2 separate regions of the Sus scrofa genome follow, and region 2 is linked to region 1. The links are chromatin contacts, called in public HiChIP or PLAC-seq maps. All regions are on one chromosome and are shown on one strand. Each heading gives the region's core, a stretch centred on a gene start, on an enhancer-like site or on the middle of the called end of the contact. The rest is flanking DNA. Distances are from core to core; before and after follow the strand shown.

Evidence for each region. HiChIP or PLAC-seq counts read pairs in DNA pulled down with a chosen protein or histone mark.
Region 2: an H3K27ac HiChIP or PLAC-seq map of alveolar macrophages shows a contact between it and region 1, with 4 times the contacts expected there. The contact joins two enhancer-like sites. A contact is called at or near these places in 1 of 47 Hi-C or Micro-C datasets (heart right ventricle) and 1 of 2 datasets of contacts at active chromatin or transcription factors (alveolar macrophages).

The regions. Positions count from the first base shown.
Region 1 is chr5:10,710,598-10,715,149 of Sscrofa11.1, reverse strand. It overlaps KCTD17 (BTB/POZ domain-containing protein KCTD17), which reads left to right. Exons shown (of 7, transcript XM_021091530.1): 3 at 440-531; 4 at 1,454-1,549; 5 at 3,740-3,865. Among named protein-coding and RNA genes, the nearest start is that of KCTD17, 6.1 kb to the left of the region's middle. Within about 2 kb of position 2,114, at least 7 of the 83 cell types and tissues checked have an H3K27ac peak or open chromatin away from gene starts, as enhancers often do. A contact at or near this core is called in alveolar macrophages, where this site is marked.
Region 2 is chr5:10,902,775-10,907,326 of Sscrofa11.1, reverse strand. All of the region lies in intron 3 of NCF4 (neutrophil cytosol factor 4), which reads left to right. Among named protein-coding and RNA genes, the nearest start is that of PVALB, 51 kb to the left of the region's middle. Within about 2 kb of position 2,181, at least 9 of the 83 cell types and tissues checked have an H3K27ac peak or open chromatin away from gene starts, as enhancers often do. A contact at or near this core is called in alveolar macrophages, where this site is marked.

The sequences.
Region 1 (4,552 bases), core at 865-3,364:
TGCTTCTCATGCTGAGAATGAACTGCGGTAAAGCGTGTCACATGCCTAGCATGATGCCTGGCCCTGGGCAGGTGCTTCATCACCCGGAGCCTGTCATCGGGGGCCAATCCAACCCCTTCTCCCTGTGGAGATCCAGGGCCCAGTGGCAACAGGCTCGCTGCCTCTGGAGAGCCCCAGAGCAGCCCCCAGACTAGGGACCGCTGGCGTTCCTGGGTCACCGTGCTCGGCACAGCAGGGGTGGATGCGCAGCTAAGGGCGCAGCCGATGGCTCCCTCGCACCCCCACCATAGCGAGCGTGGGACCCAAGGAAGGCAAACCTCTGGCCTGACCCCTGAAGTCAGATGCCGGAAAGGGGGTGGGTTTGGAGGCGGAGGGGACAAGGTGAGAACGGGACACGGGGGCAGCGGGAGTGACCAAGGGGCTGCTCTGTCTGTGCCAGGGGTCCTGGAGGAAGCGGAGTTCTACAACATCGGCCCGCTGATCCGCATCATCAAAGACCGGATGGAAGAGAAGGATTATACTGTCACACAGGTCAGGGGGGGCAGTGGGGCAGTGGGGCGGCCTCTGTGGCCAGAGCAGGGGGTGGAGGGAGGGAGGCAGGGGAAGCTTGGAAGAGGCAGAACTAGTTTGCCTTGGGGAGGCTGAGCTCTCCTGTAAGGGGGGTGCTGATCCAGCTCCCAGATGACCCAGCAAAGCCCCAGACTGGGAGACGGATCCTGAGTTCTGTTTGCTGTGTGACCTTGGGCCCATCACGACCCTCTCTGGACCTTGACTCCCTCTTGTGGAATATGGCGTGCTGAGAACTCCTTTCCTCACAGGCAAAACGGGGTCAGTGTGGAGGTACAGGGGGCCCTCTGGGGGGCAACTCAGGACTAGTACGTTGTCCATTCATGTGTCCCGTGGGGGGCACACCACCCGCTGCTGGAGCTGGCATTTCTTCTGAGCTTGGGCCCTAGGCCTAAGGGGCCAGTCTGGAGGAGGAGCTGGAGAGAGTTTCTGCCCATCTTGGGAGAGACGCGAGGGGTGGGAGATGGGTTGTGAGGCCCCATCTTCCTGGTGCAGGAGACTGCAGGGGGCTGAGATGCACCGTGTCTCCTGGAGGGGCTGCCTCAGTTAGTGAGGGACCCAGGGTGTCCCCCAAGCCCCTCCTGTGTTCCAGCCCTGGCTCTGCTGCTCTCTAGCTGGGTGACCTTGGGCACGTCACTGACCCCCTCTGAGCTTCCATGAACACCCCGTTACTGCCAGAATTGGGGAGGGATTCAGTGGGATCCTGCATGTCCCGTGCCTGGCACGTAGTAGGTACTCAGAACACAGCTCCCGTCTTCCCACTCCCCCCACCCCCACCTTCTGTCCTTCTTAGGGGGGTAGATGGTGGGGGAAGGGCAGGTGCTCTTCCCGTCCTGGGTGCCTGGCACTCCCACGGGTGCTCTCCATGTCACCCCTCTGCCCGCAGGTGCCACCCAAGCACGTGTACCGCGTGCTGCAGTGCCAGGAGGAGGAGCTCACGCAGATGGTCTCCACCATGTCTGACGGCTGGCGCTTCGAGCAGGTGGGCTGGGTGTGCGGGGGCCATACCTCCGGGCAAAGCAGGGGGTATCGGGGTGGGGGGGAGGTCCCTCCCACAGCCCCCACCCAGGGGTCTGCTTAAGTCAAACTAGACAAGATTAAGAAATGCCACACTGGGGCGTCCCCACTGTAATACAGTGGGTTAAGAATCCGACCGCAGCGGCCGAGGCATGGGTCGGCTCCCTGGCCCAGCGCAGTGGGTTAAAGGCACAGGCGTTGCTGCAGCTGTGCCATAGGTCGCAGCTATGGCTCAGATTCCCCATGGCCTGGGAACTTCCACATGCCGGGGGTGTGGCCAAAAAAAGAAAAAAGGCAGCAGATTGACCAGGAAGGGCGAAGGAGGAAGCACCGCTGGCAGCGGGGCGGCTCCGGTGAGTCCCCTTTGGTGGCAGTCTTTCCGGCGGGTGGTGGTCTTCCCCGCAGCGCGACAGCTCTGCTGCAAGGAGACAAGATTCATAGCATGGAGCAGAGGCCCCTTTGGACCCACAGCTCTTGTAACAATTCCCCAGGCATAGCCTCTGGGTTCCTTTCAGGGACATGCCCAGTTACAAGCACTGTGACATTCAGGGCAGCCCAGAGCAGTGGCTTCTCATGAAGTATTTACAGTGACCTGTACTTCCTCCCTGTCCTCCGGGAGAGATTTTGATCATCAACAGTGTTGTCCTAGTAATGCAGCTGACGTCACGCCTTCTCAGGTGTCCAGAGGAACAGAGCCAGCAGGTTAACCGAAGGTCAGATTTGCCCTTCGAGAAGGGGAAGGAAGCATCGGGCCGGCCCTTTACCCACAGAAGCTCCTTTGCACCTGAAGGTTGAAGAAGGGAGCAGGCCGGGCTCCCCAGATGGCCAGGCAGCATGGAGGGACGAGCCCAGCCCAGGAGCCAGAATCCAGGCCTCCCCACAGGCATGCTGTGTGACCTTGAGCAAGTCACATCTCTCTGGGCCTCAGTTTCTTTCTTTCTTTTTCTTTTTTTTAATTTTAGGGCCACACCCACACTATGTGGAGGTTCCCACACAATGTGGTTATTTTAGGGACCCCAGAACAAAGGTGAAGCCACTCTTGAGAGCCTGTGGGAGTCTTTGGCAATGGCATGGGCCCTCAAAGGCTGAGCTAGCATGTCAGGGGGCCACTGGCCTAAGGAACGGGCAACCTGTTCTACCTCTCTTTCCAAGAGTGAACAGAATAGGAGTTCCTGTCATGGCTCAGTGGTTCACGAATCTGACTAGGAGCCATGAGGTTGCAGCTTCGATCCCTGGCCTTGCTCAGTGGGTTAAGGATCTGCTGTTGTCATGAGCTGTGGTGTAGGTCGCAGACACGGCTCCGATCCCGTGTTGCTATGGCTGTGGTGTAGGCCGGCAGCTGCAGCTCCGATTAGACCCCTAGCCTGGGAACCTCCATATGCCACGGGAGCAGCCCTAGAAAAGGCAAAAAGACAAAAAAAAAAAAAAAAAGAGTGAACAGAGTATTCTCTGGGGCCCCATCCCCAGGTCATGCCGACCTCATCCTGTAACCTGGGCCTGGGGCTGCTTCAGCCACGTCTGGGACAGGGGCACAGTCTGCCCTGTATGAGCCTCTGCCTGCTTTTGTTTTATTTTATTTTTGCTTTTTAGGGCTGCACTTGCAGCATATGGAAGTTCCCAGGCTAGGGATCCAATCAGAGCTGCACCTGCCGATCTACACCACAGCCACAGCAACACAGGATTCGAGCCACGTCTGTAACCTGCACCACAGCTCAAGGCAGTGCCGGATCCTTAACCCGCTGAGCGAGGCCAGGGATCAAACCCGCATCCTCCTGGACATGAGTCCGGTTCACAGCCTGCTAAGCCACAGCAGGAACTCCCTTTTTTGCCTCTTTGTGCCTGCTTTTAGAAAGTGGCCCGATAGAGCTGGGAGTAGGCTGGGTGGGGGAGGAACAGCAACGATGACCGCCTTCCTCTAAGGATCAGGCCCAGCCAAGCCACTCGGGGAGGCTGGCCCTCGAAATAGACCAGAGGCTTAGGTGGGGGAGGGGAGAGGACTGAGACTTTGGGCCCAAGTGCCCTCTGGAAACCCAGGGATGGGCCTGAATAGAACAGCAAGATCAGGGCACCACTTGTGTCCTGACAAGTGCCAGTGTCCACCTGCCCCCGCCCCCCCACTCTACCTGTCACTTTCTCCCCACGCTCCCCCCTCCAGCTGGTGAACATCGGCTCCTCCTACAACTACGGCAGCGAGGACCAGGCAGAGTTCCTGTGCGTGGTGTCCAAGGAGCTCTACAGTTCCCCACACGGGCTGAGTTCCGAGTCCAGCCGCAAAACCAAGGTGAGCGGCCCCCACCCTTACCTCCCTCCCCTCACGCCCTCCACCCCCCGCCCCCTGCCCGGCCATCCCTGCTGCTTCGTTCTCCCTCCCGCTGCCCACGCATCCCCTTTCCCTCCCTCGGTCACAGTCAATGCCATCCATCCCATGCCACCCATGGTCCTGTCTGCTCACCCCAGTCACCCAGGCCCAGGCTAGGGGGGCAGGGAGATGGGTCATCCCCAGGGTGCAGTGAGAGTGGACTTAGATGCCACTTGAACAGCGGGCTGGCAGTGGCCATGGGGTGGTGCAGCACAGGGGGTGTGCCCTGAACTAGGGGGCTGGGCTCGAGCCCCCTGGGAGACCTTGGACGATTCCGACCCCCTCTGGACACCTTGGCTGGGCTCTCAGAGAAGTGAGAGGGAGGGACCACGTGCTCTCTGTGATGCTGTCCAGCTTGGAACTTCCGGGATTCGAAGAGAATGTATTTCCCAGGGGCCTGGGCCGTGGGGAGTCTGTTCATCCTGTCCCTCCCCCAGGCTCCTGCCCGGGCTCTGCCGAAGAGGGGTCAGGAGCCCTGGGGGCTCCAGATCTCTGTTTCTGGCCAGTGAGGGACATCGGCTGGCTCGGGGGAGGGGCTGAGCAGAGGTCCTGCCACCCTGGACCCAGAGCTGGTCAGAAGCCTCCAGGGCCCTATGGTAGGACCGGTGG
Region 2 (4,552 bases), core at 932-3,431, 190 kb before region 1:
ATATTTTTTTTTAAAAAATGGTGCAGCCACTTTGAAAAATGATTTTCTTATAAAGTTAAATATGTACCTACCATAGGAACCAGCTTCTCATTCTTAGATAATTACCCAAGAGAAAGGAAAACGCATGTCCACACACATCTTTACATTTTGTTTTGTTTTGTTTGCTTTTTAGGGCTACACCCGAGGCATATGGAAGTTCTTAGGCTAGGGGTCAAATCGGGGCTGCAGTGGCAGGCCTACACCACAGCCACAGCAAGGTGGAATCTAAGCTGCATCTGCGACCTACACCACAGCTCATGGCAACACTGGATCCCTGACCCATTGAGGGAGGCCAGGGATCGAACTTGCATCCTCGTGGATACTAGTCAGATTTGTTTCTGCTTCACCACAATGGGAATTCCAAACCTTTGTGCTTAAATGTTTGTAGCAGCTTTGCTTTAATAGCCCCAAACCAGAAACAGCCGTAATGACCATGACTTGTGAACAGATACCAAATTGTGGTATGTTCAGACAACAGATTCCTACTTGGTGATAAACAGAATAAACTACTGAGGTACACACCAACACTGATGAATTACACCATGTGAAAAAAGCCAGACACTATAGACCATTCATATGAAATTTCAGAAATGGCAAAACAGAATGATAGAAAGCGGATCGGTGGTGGCCAGGACCTGGGGCAGAGGAGAAGAGAGGAGATGGATTGCAAAGGGGCGCTATCTTTGGGAGGTCTTTTGGGGATAATGGAAATCTCCTATGCTGTGATGTGGTGGTTACATAATTGTCAAAACCCGTTGAATTATACACTTCAAGTTGGTCAGTTTTGTTGTATGCAAATTACACCTCTACCTCGATAAAGCCGATTCTTAACATTTGAATTAGGATGCTGGTAGAAGGGGGCACGTGGTCTATTTTCTTCCTTTGCCACCTCCTGCGAGCCGCCAGCCCCTCAGCAGACAAAGGGATCTTTTAAGCATGTTAATCAGATTACATTGCTCTTTATTTAAACACTCTTGTGGATTCTCTTTCTTCTTTGAATGAAAGCCAGAGGATTACTGTGACCTACGAGTCCCTCTGCCCTGCTTCCTGACCCCAAGACTACAGGGACTGGAGCCATAGGACAAATGGAGGCCATGTACCGTGTGTCTCAGTACATAAAATTGCAGATGGAGCCCCTAAGCTGCTAATAAAACAATTCTCCTTCTACAAGTATATTCTCCTGACAAGTATACCTTCATGACGGGCTGGAAGGTCAGGTTCAAATTTAGAATTCTTGGGGTCCTTGGAGTTCTGTGCTAGAAGGTGATGGCCTGGAAGGCAGACCCTAAGTCACAGCCTGCCTGCCCCTCTCTTTCCATCCCAGCTCCCTCTGAAACTGTGGGGCTCCATCTCAAACTGCCAGGTCCCTGGGGACATTTGTTTTTGCAGTGCCATGGGGGCTGAAGACAGCATTGGCCATAGAATCAGGGAAACTGGATTCTTAATGTGTATCTCGTGTTTTCTTCCTGAATTGTGCTTCATTCTATACGCATGTGTGGGCATGCATGCATGAGTATATATGTATGTCCCCATGTGTGCATGTGCACACACGTCTGTGTAGGTGCATGGGTGTGCATGCATGCATGCATATTTGTGTGTGTGAGCTCCCTGAAGGCAGCATCTGTGAGCATCTGTATCCTTTCTAGGTGTGCAAAGTGGCTGTTAAATGAAGAAATGAATGAATGGGCCAGTATAGCCCAGTTATTAACAGTGTGAGTTTGGAGTCAGCCAGATTTGAGGGCAAACTCTTACTTTGCCACTCACCCACTTTGGTTCAGTCTCCTGATCCCATAGAGCCTTGGTTTCCTCATCTCCAGACCAGGGATAAAAATAGGACCTGTTTTATGGGAGTTGGTGTGAGGATTAAGTAGCAGTAATCAGAGCCAACATGTCATGAACTGGACTTTGTGCCAGGCACTGTTGTAAGGGCTTTGCAAGTGCTAAATCATATACTCCTGCAATTTTATACTGGAGGGTTGGATCAGCAGTAAACTCTGAGCATCTTGACTGTTACAATATTTATGATCATTGGAGAGGAGATTCAGGATTTTTAAGCCTCAGGGGCATCTTCTTATGAGTCCTGCTCAGATTCTCTGATTGATAGGACCGTCTGGAGAGAGCTATGGGCTCCGCCAGGCAGTGCTCCGGAGGGCAGCGCTGCGCCAGACTAGCTCGAAGTTTGACCCTGCTGGTTGGTCCGTCTCTTGCGGCTTATGACATTCCTCCTCTAGGTGGCGCTGCAGAGTGGGAACTGGGCTTCTGCGTCGCAGCGCCCCCTGGTGATCAATTTCCGTCAATATATTGATTAAGTGCAGCGTCGTTTACACAAGTCAAGTGCGGTGGGCAGGGGATGATAAATATGGGGAAAAAATAGAATTTGATGTGATAAATTTTAATTCATAAAGGATTAAGCTGTGCAAGGGGTCTATAGAGCAAGAAGGGACCAAGCCGCACCAAGGAAATAACATTAACATCAATGATTTATGGCCCATCTTCCATGTGCTAGCCATTGTACTGAGCACTTGGCATTCACGGTCTTATTGAACACACCTCCAGAAGGTATGTATCATGAAAACAACGACTTTCATCTGGAGCTGGGCACACAGTAGGTGTTTGTCACATAGTAGGTGCTCAATACATTTTGAACAAGTGAGTAAGGCAGTGCTTCCATGAAGCAAGTATTATCATCTCCATTTAGAAAAATGAACAAGGAAAATGACCAGAGAGGTTATGCAGCTAGTGTGTGCCAGAGCCAGGGCCCCTGAGTGCCACAGCCAGCTCTGCCATGTGCTAGGGCATCACAGAGGAAGGGGCAGGGCCCTCTGCCTTCAGGGAGCTTGCCCTCTGATCAGCCTCACCCATACCCTCGCTGTCTTCAAATACTGCTGGGCGGGGAAGTGGGGCCTGCCAGGGTGGCTATTTATGGCCCATGGAGGAGGTCCAGTGAAGCTCCCCTCATAAATTACAAAGAGAGACACATGTGGGTCAGGATTGGGGAGTTCAGTGTGTGAGGGATCCCCAGAAATCTTGCTCAATCTAATCTGGGATTTTCCCTCTGTTCCCTGGGAGAGGCAGTGACTCAGGCAGCAGGCATTTACTGCGTTCCCAGAATGAGCTCCTGGGGGGGGGGCGCCTCTCCTGGTCCTGCTCACCTCGTTCCCAGCCCCTGGCCATCACCACGCTTCCTGTCTGGCGGTGGAGGTCTTAGCCCCGATGAACGGCTATTCAGAAGCAGGTCCCTTCACTTTATCTTGCATACCTGTAGCACCCGAATGGCTAAGGTTTGAAAAATGCTGTGTGTTTTGAGACATTTAGATCCAGTCTCCGTTTCGGACAACCCCCCAGCCCAGGTATGGTCTGCGTGTGTGGAATCTTTCCTTGGAGACGTCATTAGGAACGGCCATCAGAAAACCTTATGAAGGTTTTCTGATGGCCTTCTCTGAACGGCCCCTGGCCTTTGTTTTTTCAGTCCTTGAGCCTTTTTTTTTTTTTTTTTTTTTTTCAGCATTCCATCCTCTTTGTCACTGTCAGAATGTGACACTAACTGTCATTTGCTTCCGGCTGCCCCTAGCAATTTTCTTCTTCCTGACTGTCTGCTTGGAACCTCTGAGCTGTTAGATTAGGGAACACTCTCAATGTCACCTGGCAGGAAGGGAGGGCCAGCATGCTCGCTTGTGCGAAGAAAATATATAAGCTTTACTGCATCGATGGGGACCTACCCATATGGACTGTTGGCTTAGGTGCATGTGTGTTTCCTCAAAGGCTGTGGCGAGGGGAGGCTCTCATTAGCCACTTCTCCATATGCAAGGGGTCACATCAGGCATTTTTTATGGTACCTACCCGGAAAGGCTCCATACAGACCTACTTCCTAGAATATGTGAGGGTTTGGCTCCTCTTCCTATTGCTCCGCCTCATTCTGCCCCCCCCCCCAGCCCCCACAGCAGCAGCAGCAGGAGACCAATGGTGGGGGTGGGGGGAGAAGACCCTGGAACTGCAGCTATGGCAGCACGGGAGCCCACTGCTGACAGTGTCTGGCCTCAAATTACACCATATCAGAGCTTGGGCATAAAATTAGCAGCAGTGTCCTGTGTATGAGGAGCCAGAGAAAATACTCGTATTCAGCAGAACCACAGGCAGGGACAGAAGAAAGGGAGAGGAGTCGGGGTGGGGGTGGGGGCAGAGCCAGCCCACCACAGACCTCGGCCCTTTCCTGGACAACCTCGTGCCCCTGTGGCAGGGGCCAGTGGCTGAGTCAGGGCCCCAGGAGGCTTCTTGGGGTGGAAGGGATGGGGGATAGGAAGGCAAGACCTTGAGATGCCTGGGAAGGTGAACTTGAGCGCTTGTCCCACGCAACACGCACGCACGCATGCGCACACACATGCACTGAAAATTTAGAACAAGATTTAGAAATTCCCATGTGTCTAGGCATTTTTCACGCAATTTTCTTGTGAATTCTTACTACAACCTCATTGGGTAAGCCTGTCTAACGGATGAGTAAAGAAAGGGTTCATCT